Linked DNA regions of Mus musculus: regions 2 and 3 are each linked to region 1. The links are chromatin contacts, called in public HiChIP or PLAC-seq and Micro-C maps. All regions are on one chromosome and are shown on one strand. Each heading gives the region's core, a stretch centred on a gene start, on an enhancer-like site or on the middle of the called end of the contact. The rest is flanking DNA. Distances are from core to core; before and after follow the strand shown.

Region 1 (4,005 bases), core at 1,042-3,541:
AAATGTTTTGGGGTAGCGAGCTTTTGTGAAAAGTGATGGTCCTTTGGCTGGAGCTTGGCACTCCCAGTTGCCTCCCTCCCTCTTCTCACCGTGTGCTCCATACCACTGTGCATTACTCCTCGCTCCCAAGCCTGGCTCACTGGCCATGGCCGAAGGGAATGGTGTCCTCAGCCCAGCCACCTTCCAAGAAGGCCTCGAATAAAGCGAGGAAGCCGCTCTCTGCAGCCCCTCCCCCACCCGGCTGGAGATGGGGTCCTGGGCCTCCCGAGGGTGCTCCTGGGTCACTTGTTGGAAGACTGCTAAGCCCCACATGGCGCAAAGCCTACACCGTTTGGCCATGCTCTCAATGCTCCAAGCACCTCTACTCTGCCCATTGCACCGTCCCCTTCCCACAGAGACCTCTCTGATACGCCCTGAACCAGGAAGCACAGTGGGTTTCTGTAACTTTGATCAGGATTGCTTGCTTTGTACCAGACACTGTCTTCAGCGTCACGTCAAGCTTATCGTTTAGTCCTCACTGCAACCTCAGGAGAGCACTGAGACTGGGTGGTTCCGCTGTTTGTGCATAGCGGGGGCACAAACAAGGAAGTGGACATCGAGGCCTTGGTGTCTCAGCTCTTACGAACTCTGGTGTGGAAATCAGTGCAAAAGTTCAAGTTGCATCTTGTGATCAACTGAGTTGGTGGGGAACGGAAGAAAGCAGAAAACCAAGCCCCGCCTAAGAAGCCAGGCAGCTTTTCAGCCCTCCTGTGTCACAGGGTTCAAAGAGCTGGTCCGTTCCCCACCCCGATCCCCAGCTTTCCTGCCTGGCCAGCTTCCCAGGGTGCTCTTGTGAGTAACAACGATGATTACTAAACAATTCATATTTGTATAGGCCTTTTTTTTTCCTTTTCAATTTTGGGACAAGGTCTCACTTTGTAGCCCCAGCTGGCCTGAGATTGGCCGAGATCTCTCTGGGGTAAAAGGCATGCACCTTCCTTCATTTTCGGAGTGGTTTGCCATCTTGAGTTACCTGTTTTAATCTTCCTGACAACCAAGTGAAATCATCAGTGCCTGGAACGGCATCAGCACACTTTAAAAAAAAAAAAAAAAAAAAAAGGCAGATTATGGTGTCAGTCCTCCATGATCTCAGCACTTTGAAAGCAGAGGCAGAGCAATTTCAAATTTGAGGTCATTCTGAGCTGTGTAGTGAGACCTTGTCAAAAAACAAAAAAAAAACAAAAACAAAAAAAAAAAACTTTCTTTTAAGGTAAAGGAATCAGTTTCTGATTAAGAAGTAAAGGATGTTGTCCTAGACTGGCATTAGAGCTGAAGGCAGCTATGAGTCAAGAGAAGGCGTGCTGGTCAGAGGGGACTTGGCAAGAGGTTAGAAGCTAGGTGTGGTGGCTTAGCCCGTAATCCCAGCCCTTGGGAGGAGAAGGACCAGCTGTTGAAGGCCAACCTAGGCTGGATGAGACCCTGCCCTGAGAGAGAGAGAGAGAGAGAGAGAGAGAGAGAGAGAATATCACTCGCTGGATCAGTCTACTCAAGTCCTCTACTCCTTGCTGTAGTCTGTTTTGTTTTCTTGAGGAGGCTGCAGATTGGATCTCCAGTCCCACCAACACAAAGCAAAGTACTTAATTTACAACTCATTTGCCCTTTTCTGTGTTCAATCTGTTTTAGCCACTAGAATATTATCTCTGTAAGGGCCCACTGTGTGCACAGCCTACAGCACGTGCTGAGTGAGTACTGTGGCAGTCTAGTTAGGGGCTACTTGACAAATAGAGGCTGGGGTATGGGCCAAGGCCAGAGTAAAAGAGGCAAGAGAAACGAGGACGGGTTAGGGTGATGGCTCGGTGTGTAAAGTGCTTGCCACACAAGCTTGAGACCCTGAGTGGATTCCCCAGCATCCACATCTGTACCCTATCCCTAGGGAGCAGAAGCCACAGGGTCCCCAGAGCTCTCTGGCCTAATTAGTGAGTTCTAGGAGAGACCTTAAAAAATTAAAGTTGTCAATGACAGAACATCTGACACCCACATGCACGCACCACTCAAAGATAGTAAGGGGAGACAGAAGATGGCTACCCTCTAAGAAAGATTTATAAAAGGCGTAGGTGTGGGGAGGTGCCCACTCAGGTTTCTCGATCCTAGAAATGTTATCCCCACACTGCTCAGCTGACACACACACTGGACCTTGCAGGATCCCACACAAAGGCCCTCCAGGCTTTTCCGGAAGTACCAGCAGCCTTCACTTGTCTGATCACTTGCTGAAATGTGACTAGTGCTTTGAGTCACAGGAAACTCTAAAACTTCCTCTCTCCTGTTGTGTCCTGCTGGCTGAGCCAGTGGCTCCTCCCAGTGAGGTTGCAGGGTGGTGATCCCTGCATAGATGGTCTTTCTATATAAGGAGAAAAGCTGGGTACTGGGTGTTGCTATGTTCCGCTGGATGTAGCCAGGAGCCCAGATGTGTATTCAAGACAGAGTGAGGGCTTTTCCCAGCCACCTCTGCCAAACCCAAAGGCTCCTCTGCACCTTCTGGAGTTTATGGTGAAGACAGCTTTCCACTTGACTGCTTTGATGCTGAGGTTGTTTACATGTTATTTAGTAGAAGAGTTGTTGCTTACTGAAGCTGACTGAATAGATATTCAGAATAAATGACATGTAACCACAGTGATACCACCTTGCAGGAGCATCAGAGTTCAGCAAGAGAGGCTTAACTTGTGTGGACTCCTGGGGTGGAGAATGGGGAAAGCAAATTCCACTTGTAAGTTCCTGCCTTGTTTTCAAAGACCACAAGGGTTCTCATGGGATCTGGCATAATGAGATGCCCAATCTGTAAAGATATAAGCAGGCATTTCAGCGAGAGGGATGCTGTGTGGTCTCTTAAGCATGTAGCAATCAATTCAATTCTCAGATGCTCTCTCTGCCTTTGCTTCCTTCAAAGATAAAGGAAGCAAAGATGGAGAAACAGCTCTGCTGCTAAGAGCACCTGTTGTTCTTCCAAAGGATCCATTGCCCTCAGACTTCTGTGGGCGCTGGGCATTTTCATGGTACCCATACACACACACATACAAGCAAAACACTTGTACAAAGAATCCATAGAGAAGATGTAGCTTAAGTGGCAGAGAGCTTGCCTAGCATGCATGAAGCCCTGGGTCTATGGCCATGCACTGCATACCAATTTTTTGCAAACCAATAATCCCAACATAGAGGAGATGATGACAGACTTAAGGCCACACCTCAGGAGGAGATGGCTTAATAGTCTCAGTAGTTAACACTTGCTGTTATTCCCAAGGACCCAAGTTTGGGGTGACAGCATCCCAGTTCCAGGGGATCCCATATATTCTTCTGGTCTCCACAGGGGCCTATGCACCTATCAGGTGCCTCTACACCCATCACCTAGGTAAAAATAAGTTCAAGGTCATCCTAGCAAGTCAGAGGTGACCCTGGGATGCATGAGACCTTGTGTGTGTGTTGGGGGCAGGGAGGGGGTTTCCTAGTCCCTGCAGAAGGAAGTAAAAAAGTTCCTAACTAACTCTTTCTACCCTTTGTTACAGTGGCTGACTCACTAGACCTCAGTCTCCATTCTTCAGACTCTTTCCATGTGGGGGTTAACATCCTTTAATAAATTCTTTTCCTTGGCCACACCAGTGTGTGTCTGAAGTCTCAGTTACTTGAGAGGCTGAGACAGAAAGAGGCCTGTCTTGAGCTAGGAGTTCAAGGCCAGACTGAACAATAGAGCAGGAAAAAAGATGTCAGGCCTGGTGGTGGTACACACCTTTCATTCCTGTACAAGACGCAGAAGGAGTTTGAAGCCAGCCTGATTTACATAGCAAGTTCCAGAGCTACACAGTAAGACTTTGTCTCAAGAACAAACAAGGGGGTGGGGAGATGTTAGGGATATAGCTCAATTGTTAAATGTTTGCCTAGCAAGCCGGAAGCCCTGGTTTCCCTAACAGCACATAAACTAGACGCAACAAACACGGTGATCCAAGAGAACTCAGTTGGTAAAGTGCTTTATGCTTG
Region 2 (4,005 bases), core at 1,103-3,602, 380 kb before region 1:
CAGACACAAAGACACACACAGGCACAGACATAGACACACACATTTTTTTTTTTCCGAGACAGGGTTTGTCTGTAGCCCTGGCTGTCCTGGAACTCACTCTATAGACCAGGCTGGCCTCGAACTCAGAAATCCACCTGCCTCTGCCTCCCAAGTGCTGGGATTAAAGGCGTATGCCACCACACCCGGCACAGACACACATTTTGAGATGGGGTTTTTATTTATTATCTGGCTGTGGATGGCCCGGAACTAGTTGCATAGACCAGGCTAGCCTAGAACTCAGATCTATCTGCCTCTGCTATTCAGGTTCTGGGATTCAAAGTATGAGCCAGCCAAATTGCTGAGCTTAGACCATAGATGCTTGATGGACCCAAGAACTTCAAGTAGATAATCCAAAGAATTAAAGTAGCAAAGGATGCGAGGCCGGGAAACTCGGTCAGCTCTGAGAGAAAGGGCTCACTCAGCTCATTGGAGGAATTGGACGGTGTGGGATCGATCAGCTGTGACGTGGGTTGACTCAGAAGGCAGTGAGTTTGCTCTAAAAAGTGAGATTTGGTTGCAATTCAGGCAAGAATCATGTGGGTCTGTGAAATAAACAAGATAACGTCCTGTGTTGTGTTTGGAGGGCTTCCAGGACACTGAGCTCAGCCCACCACACGGACTTCCAAGGGACCGTGGTCACCGGAGGGAACATTTGCTCTGAATGTCCCAAACAACCTTCTAATCCTCCTTTGTCAAGGGCAGGATTTTTAAGGAGCCTAAAAAAGCTAAAAGCTAACGTCTTAGCTTTGAATTATTTATTTCAAGTGTTGTGCAACAATCATTGAGTAGTGAGTTGGAGAAGCTGTTTTTAGTCCGGGGTGCAGAGCATTCCCTGGGTGGTCCTCAGCCTTAAACACTGGAGGCCCATAAATCAAGTTTTTGTTTTCTCTTTCGTTTACTCAGAGCAAACCAACTCTGAACTGGTTCACTGTATGTAACAAAACTCATAGGAAGCTGACTGGCAAGTCAGAATTCGAATTCGTTAACTCACAGTGGTGTGCTTAACCCTGAAGGCTTGCACTCTGTGCTGCCTCCTTGAAGGTAAACTCACTTGAGCGAGATGATTAAATCTGTACCGTTAAGTAAGTATGGCATTGGAGCAGAGGCATTTGACTAGCCTGTGAGATTTCACCAGTTCTGACGGATTGTCCCATCCTCTCGTCATTAAAGGGACAGCTTTCCCCAGTGAACACCTGCTCGGGAAATTTCGGGACCTGAAGTCAGAAGCCATAGACTTTGACCTACACAAGCTGTAGGAAGCTGGAGGTTCCTGTAGGCTCTGGGCTTTACTTAAACTATAACATGCATTGTAGCCTGTAACAACTCCGGAGCCTGATAGTACATTCATTTAAGTCCCTTCTTTAGGGTGTCATGTATACACAATACCCTTGTTACCCAAGCTTAATTTTCCAGGGCTTGCTTATTTATTTCTTAACCACTTTGTGCTTTCTGCATCTGCAAAGTGGTTGGGTGGGGTTAATTTAATTTCCTCATCATATTGCTTGGAGGATTGTGTTCAGATCATATACCAGGCATAGTAAGTACCATATCAGCATGAGCCATGACTGTTACATCCAGCCTTCCCCCTAAGCCCCCCCACCCCCCCACTTTGTTTTTTTCAAGAGTTTACTACATATTGTGTGGTTCTCTCTACCATGTGACCTGGGGAATTAACTTGTCATCAGACTTGGCGAGTGTCTTAACCCGCTGTGCCATCTTGCCCTTGCCCACCCCCCTACAGTGAACCACTTCAGTCTCATGCATTATTAACTCTCCAATTTCACTGCAGCAATTGCTAAAAGTATGTGGAAAGCATGGGGTGGGTTTGTTTGTTTGTTTGTTTGTTTGTTTCTGTAGAGCGTGTGGCTTTAGCCTTGGAAGGTGCTAGAAGTTTATTCTTCGGGAGTCCATTGGTTTAACCACAGACTGCACAGTTATCCTTAGAACTCTAAGGGTATTTCATTAGCAAGTGACCCATGGATTTCGGGAGTGGTGCAGACTGAAATATGAGTCAGCAGATATTTTGATTTTTATATTGCTTGATATATTTTAAATATTGATTATGAAATATAAATATTGGTATTTGTACTTTGAGCACAGCATCTTTAGATAATAGTAACTCTGAATTATTTTCAAAGGCCCTGGTGACTTTGACCTCCAACATGAATACTCTTTTAGAAGTTTTTAGTTTTATGTTTGAATTGCAAAGGGCCCAGTAGCTGGCTGCCATTACATCATTCCACCACTCCCAGTGGCCAGTTCAGAAAAGGTCGCTTTCCTAAGCAGGCCTTGTGAGGGTGACTCGCCAGCCAGCCTTTGTCCTAGGGGACAGGGTGTGTGGTTTGGGGCGGCGTCCTCTACTCTGTGGAGCTGAAGACTGTGTCTTTGCCAGTCCTTGTTTCTCTGAGCAGAGGACCGCTTCGAGCTGGCAACATCTGTCTTCTCACGTTGTGCTTATGTGGGGATTTACCACTCAAACCCACTGCCACGGCCTGGGAGGCTTAGCCTGCCCTTAGTTCACCAAGTCTATCTGAGGCCCTAGCACAGTGGGGACAGAGCCTGTGGTGATTTGGAAGGGAGTCTGGGAGGCCTGTTGTGAGCTCCCTAAAAGCTATCCTTGTATGAAAGGAAACACTTATTGAGGAAGCTTAGTAAGACCTTTCTATGTAGCAGGCTGCATGCCTACTGTACGCACACATGAGCTTAGTTATCACAGCATCCCCGTCTAGCACTGTTCTCAAACCTTTCTTTCTGTATGTGGGTGCCCAAGGCTCAGGAGTGACTCACCCAGGGATGTGCAGCCAGTGAGAGCTGGCCCAAGGCTTTCTAAGCACCAAAGCTGCCAGCATCCTCATTACCAAACATGAGGCAGACATGACTGTGAGCAGGGGCATCAGGTCCTCAGGCCCAGCCTTGAAACTACTGGACACATGGCTCAACAGGTGTGGGGTAGGTCTCAACACCACCAGGCATAGACCCCAGACTTTTGGCAATGAATGGAAGCACCAAGGCCCTGGATCCTCTGTGCACAACAGATATTTCTTCCTTTAGAACCAGTCCCTTCCACCCCACCTTCTGTGTGCTTAAAGAAGGGGAGGGTGAATGGGACCCATAGGCCAAAGTTATGGAGGAGCGACCTCCAGGAGGCCATCCCGCAAGAGCTCCTTTTTTTTCTGTTTTTGACATTGTCTCCCTATTGTAAGTCACTCTGGGTCATATGGTACTCAGCTCAGCAACCCGGAGGCAGTTCTTCTGCTTCTGCCTCTGACTCCGGTGCTGGGATTACAAGGCACACCATTGTGCCAGGCTCACACCAATCCCTATGTGAAAGTTTTGGGTAAGTCATGAAGATACACGAATGGTGACCTATGTCCCAGTGTGGAAATCACAGTCAGGAAATTCCTTTATAATTAACCCGTCTCCCCTGTTTCCATGTGAGTCCATTTCCTTTGACACTTGTTGTTGTAGGGATGATGGGAGAAGTCCCTTGCAGAAATCCTTGCTCGTAGCTAAACCGCACATGTGTTCTCATTCTGGGAGTTTCTAGCATTTCTAGATTCCCCACTCTTACACCTTTCCATGGTCCAGGGAGGATCTAGCGCTATTTACTTGGGTTCCAGCCTGTTGCCCTGATACTAGATCCGTTCCCCCCCCCCAAGACATTAATGATATAAAGAGAAAAGAATGAGACTGAATAATAGGAAAGTGGCTGACCTGACCCTTTCTCATAACATGCCACATCTGTTTCCTGCTGGGTCAGGGGTGGCGCCAGCCAAAATTCCAAAGGAAAAGATCTTACTAATCCTCCTGTCCCTCTACTGAAACACTCGTTACCACCCTGATGAGATGCTCTAACGCCTCTTAAGTATAGTGCCTTGTGCAGCGCTATGGAGGTAGAAGTGAGCCTGCCTAGCAGACGCCGAGGCAGGAGAGAGAAAGGATGATTGGTCCCTGGTGCTGTGAGAT
Region 3 (4,005 bases), core at 806-3,305, 260 kb before region 1:
CACACACACACACACACACACACACACACACACACACACGGTCAGTTTCTATTTGTAACTCAGAATGGTTTGGAACTTGGTATATACACAGTATCTTAGACTGGCCTCAATCCTGAGATCCTCCTGCCTCAATGTCTCCCCATCCAAAGTGCTCAGTCTAATGGCCTTTAAGGCTTTCAAGTTTATTAGTTTAAAATAATTTTATCAAGAAAAATATATTTAGTCCATGATTAAGGCAAAGTAATAAAACCCCGAGTTATGGTCTGAGTGTGGTAGCTTTAAATCCCAGCACTTAGGAGGGAGAGGCAGGAGGATTTCTGTGAGTTTGAAGCCAGCCTGGTAATCTAGAAAAGTATTTGTGTATGGGCTAGAGAGATGGCTCAGAAGTTAAGAGCGCTGACTGCTCTTCTAGAGGTCCTGAGTTCAATTCCCAGCAACCACACATAACCACACAACCATCTGTAATGGGATCTGATGCCTTCTTCTGGTGTGTGTGAAGACAGCGACAGTGTACTCATATACATAAAATAAATAAATAGATCTTTAAAAAAAAAGAAAGGAATGCATTTGTGTGTGTGTGTGTGTGCGCGCGTGCACACACACACACACACACACGCACATGTACAAAGTTGCATAACAAAAGGAATGCAGGGATTAGTTTTCAATGTGTCCAAATGAGGTTTTGTAAAAAAGATGAATTCATTTAACATTAACAACTCATAAAGCCATCACAATCACCTAGCTCTAGAATGCTAGCACAATTTCTGGTTGGGAGTTCAACTCGGTGACACAGTGATTGCTACCAAGCAGAAAAACCTAGGTTCCATCTCCAGAACAAAACCAAACCAAAACAACAAAACCAAATCTATTTTCTGTACCTGGCAAACAGGAACCATTCGCTCGCTCTCTTTGGCCATGACTGTTCCACTCTCTGTCTCCATGACGTGACTGGCTCGTCCTGGCTAGGAGACTCATTCACGTTGTACCATGAATGACAATGTCCTTTTAATCTTCTTTTATAAGCTGAATAATGTCTGTTGTATGTATTTACAAACTTTCTGTACCCATTCATCTCTCAGTAGACATTTGGGTTGTTCCTACATTTTGGTTGTTACCATCAAAAATGATATAATTATTTAGTCAGGTCCCTGACCTCAATTGTGGTCAGTAGGCACTTTTGAGTGGAAATGCTTTATCAATATTGTACCATATGCTTAATTTTTGAAGCACTTCCATTTTTTTTTTGCCATAGCAGTTGCACTATTATCTTTGGCGTAGATTTCAATTTTTTAACATCCTCCCACAATTTAAATTTAAAATTTTAAATTTTATATAACATTGATTAATTTTTTGTAACCTCATCTAGTTTTTGATTGCTTGTTTTTTAAACAGCCAAGAGATTAGTTTATTTCATTTTCTGGAGTGTTTTGCCTGTGTGTATGTCTATACACTGCACAGATGCAGTACCTATGGAGACCTAAGGGGACATTGGATCCCCTGGAACCAGGGCTACATATGGCTGTTAGTGTCATGTGGGTGCTAGGAACTGAATCTAGGTCCTCTGCAATGTGACAAGTATTCTTAACCATCAAGCAATCCCTCTGGCCCCAGGTTGCTTTTTGAGACAGGGTTTCATTGTAGCTCAGGTTGGCTTCAAATTCACCATGTAGCCAGGGCTATCCATGAATTCCCTATGCCCCTGCCTCCACCTTGTAAGCACTGAGATTGCAAGTGTGACACACCACATCTGGCTTACTTATCCAGTGTGTCTAGCTTTTGTGATTCCTGTTAGTGCAATATGAATACTTACACTTTGCATATACCTTCTCTGGCTATAAAGGAAGTATGTAATTATTGAAAACCTACAGCTCATATAATCTATAATTTTTCTGTCCTTTACAGAGCTGAGTTTATTAGGTCACATTTGCAGTAATGCCTGAAATCTTACTAGTTCTTTCGCTAGTCAAATCTACTTTCCTCTGCTCTGTTCTACCCTGGTCTTTCCTGATGGCCCTGCCTGAGCAATGCAGTCCCTGATGTAGTTACCATAGGAGCCACTGGAGGGCAGTAGCTCCCTCTCACCTCTGCCCCTATTGTAGAAAGGGTGTTGCCATTAGGCCAAGAGCATTCCTGAAGCAGCAACTTAAGGAGTTGCTCAACAACTGTAGAGAAACAGGGAGAGCCTCCTTCTTCCACATTTAGTTATACGTTGTCACCTGGGTTTTGTACAATTCCAAGCCTAGGACCTGACTGAGAAAGTGGAGGGGGAATGGCCCTGGGGGTGGGGAGATAGCTCTGTTGGTAAAGTCTTCATTAAATGCAATATCCAGGCGCTCCTGCATGCAGATCTGGAAACTTCAGTGGCCAGTGACCCTGCCTCAAAGAATATAGTGGCAGCTAAGGAGGCAAAGGCAGGTGGATCTCTGAGAGTGTGAGGCCAGCCTGGCTTACATAGTGAATTCAAGGCTATCCAAGGCTACACAGTGAATTCCTGTCTCAAAAACAAAACAAAATAACAAAAACAACCAAACAACCCTGAAACGTAACTGTAACAAAGTGGCCAGGTCTGGAGAGATGACTCAGTGGGTAAGAGTTCTTGCTGCTCTTCCAGAGAACCGAGGTTTAATTCCCAAATGGCAGCTCACAACTATACCTAACTCCAGTTTCAGGGGGTCTGACTCCCCATTCTGGCCTTCAGGTGCACTGCACACACATGGTGCATAGATACTGAGACACATACAATAAAAGTAAATAAAATCTTTAAACAAATAAGGTGATGGAATTCAAGCTGTTGGTAGAGTGCTTGCCTAGTTTACATCAAGCTGCAGGCCCTATCCCAAGTATTCCTTGAAAAATGGTGGGGTGGTGTAGCTCTATCACCCCAGTTCTCAGGAAGGACAAGCAGGATCAGAAAGTCAAGGCCATTCTGAGCCACACTGTGAGTTCCAGGCCAGTATGAGCTACGTGAGATTCTGTGTAATAGAATTCTGTGCAAATAAACAACAACAACAAAATAACAAAGCATGAGAGACTGGAAAAACATGACATATCAACCATTGGCTTTCACAGGCATGTGTGCTCACCTACACACACGGACACACACAAATAAAGAAAAGAGAAAAAAAATGGCCCTGATACCCTGTAGTTGGCAGCCCACAGCTGGTCTCAGAGCGTTCCCTTACCAAAGATAAACAGTTTTCACAGAGTAACAACAATCCTCAGGCGAGGTCACTTGGTTGTCTTGGGGAAACAAGGCAATAAGGAAAATCAGCATGGACACAGAAAAGGACATTCAACAACCACAAAAACATCCTTACGGTTCTAGCTACGTGGACAAGAACCTAGCCTTTTATCGTGTTAATGGGATGAGGTTGCCAGCTGTTGTCTCCATCCTAGTTCTCTCTGCTGCCTCCCTACCTTCCTCAAACACCTTCTCATGCAAACTAATCCCTGTGTAATGACTGAGGTTTCAGCTTAGGTCATTGACCACGTGAATGGACGACTTTTGTTTGGTTGGTTTGATTTTCAAGATAGGGTTTCTCTGTGTAGCCCTGGCTGTCCTGGAACTTTTACGGTAAACCAGGCTGGCCTTAGACTCAGAGCCTTAGACACCACCCCTGCCAGCAGCTTTATAAGACTGCTTTTTATAATGCAAAGAGTCACATCTTATAAACAACAATGCTTGAGAATATAACCTTTTCTTCACCCTTCCCTTAGAAAGAAAACCCAAGGGCTGGGGCTGGGGGTCAATTAGTAAAATGCTTGCCTAGCATGCATGAAGCCCTGGGCTCCATCCCTAGCATAGCAGAAAGGTTGTAACAAGCAAGGCATGACTACATGCCCAGCACTTTGGGGGATAAAGTCAGGGGGGTCAGAAGGGTCAAGGCCATCCTCATGCTTGACTGGTTACGATGCTAGCCTAGGGTATGTGAAAACATACCTCCAAAAACTGTGTGTGCGTCACCTTTAAACATCCTCTTTAACCTTTTCCTCCAGTTGCACTTT

The links. A called contact is a pair of places that touch in the nucleus more often than the background predicts. HiChIP or PLAC-seq counts read pairs in DNA pulled down with a chosen protein or histone mark.
Region 2: a contact with region 1 is called in a FOXA1 HiChIP or PLAC-seq map of pancreatic cancer cells. The contact joins two enhancer-like sites. A contact is called at or near these places in 1 of 115 datasets of contacts at active chromatin or transcription factors (pancreatic cancer cells) and 1 of 9 other capture datasets (pancreatic islet).
Region 3: a contact with region 1 is called in a Micro-C map of embryonic stem cells, with 2.2 times the contacts expected there. The contact joins two enhancer-like sites. A contact is called at or near these places in 1 of 39 promoter capture datasets (pre-B cells), 2 of 15 datasets of contacts at CTCF or cohesin (large pre-B cells and pro-B cells), 15 of 484 Hi-C or Micro-C datasets (B cells, the Ba/F3 cell line, CD4 T cells and 9 more), 8 of 115 datasets of contacts at active chromatin or transcription factors (the HPC-7 cell line, T-cell acute lymphoblastic leukemia, acute myeloid leukemia and 4 more) and 1 of 9 other capture datasets (embryonic stem cells).

The regions. Positions count from the first base shown.
Region 1 is chr11:86,575,692-86,579,696 of GRCm38.p6, reverse strand. No RefSeq gene overlaps it. Among named protein-coding and RNA genes, the nearest start is that of Mir21a, 6.5 kb to the left of the region's middle. Within about 2 kb of position 2,291, at least 192 of the 459 cell types and tissues checked have an H3K27ac peak or open chromatin away from gene starts, as enhancers often do. A contact at or near this core is called in CD8 T cells, Th1 cells, bone marrow-derived macrophages and 5 more, where this site is marked.
Region 2 is chr11:86,951,673-86,955,677 of GRCm38.p6, reverse strand. The region is part of intron 2 of Ypel2 (yippee like 2); the gene reads left to right. Among named protein-coding and RNA genes, the nearest start is that of Gm51915, 29 kb to the left of the region's middle. Within about 2 kb of position 2,352, at least 94 of the 459 cell types and tissues checked have an H3K27ac peak or open chromatin away from gene starts, as enhancers often do. A contact at or near this core is called in pancreatic cancer cells, where this site is marked.
Region 3 is chr11:86,834,656-86,838,660 of GRCm38.p6, reverse strand. All of the region lies in intron 4 of Gm33742 (a long non-coding RNA gene), which reads left to right. Among named protein-coding and RNA genes, the nearest start is that of Gm51288, 16 kb to the left of the region's middle. Within about 2 kb of position 2,055, at least 62 of the 459 cell types and tissues checked have an H3K27ac peak or open chromatin away from gene starts, as enhancers often do. A contact at or near this core is called in CD8 T cells, Th1 cells, bone marrow-derived macrophages and 4 more, where this site is marked.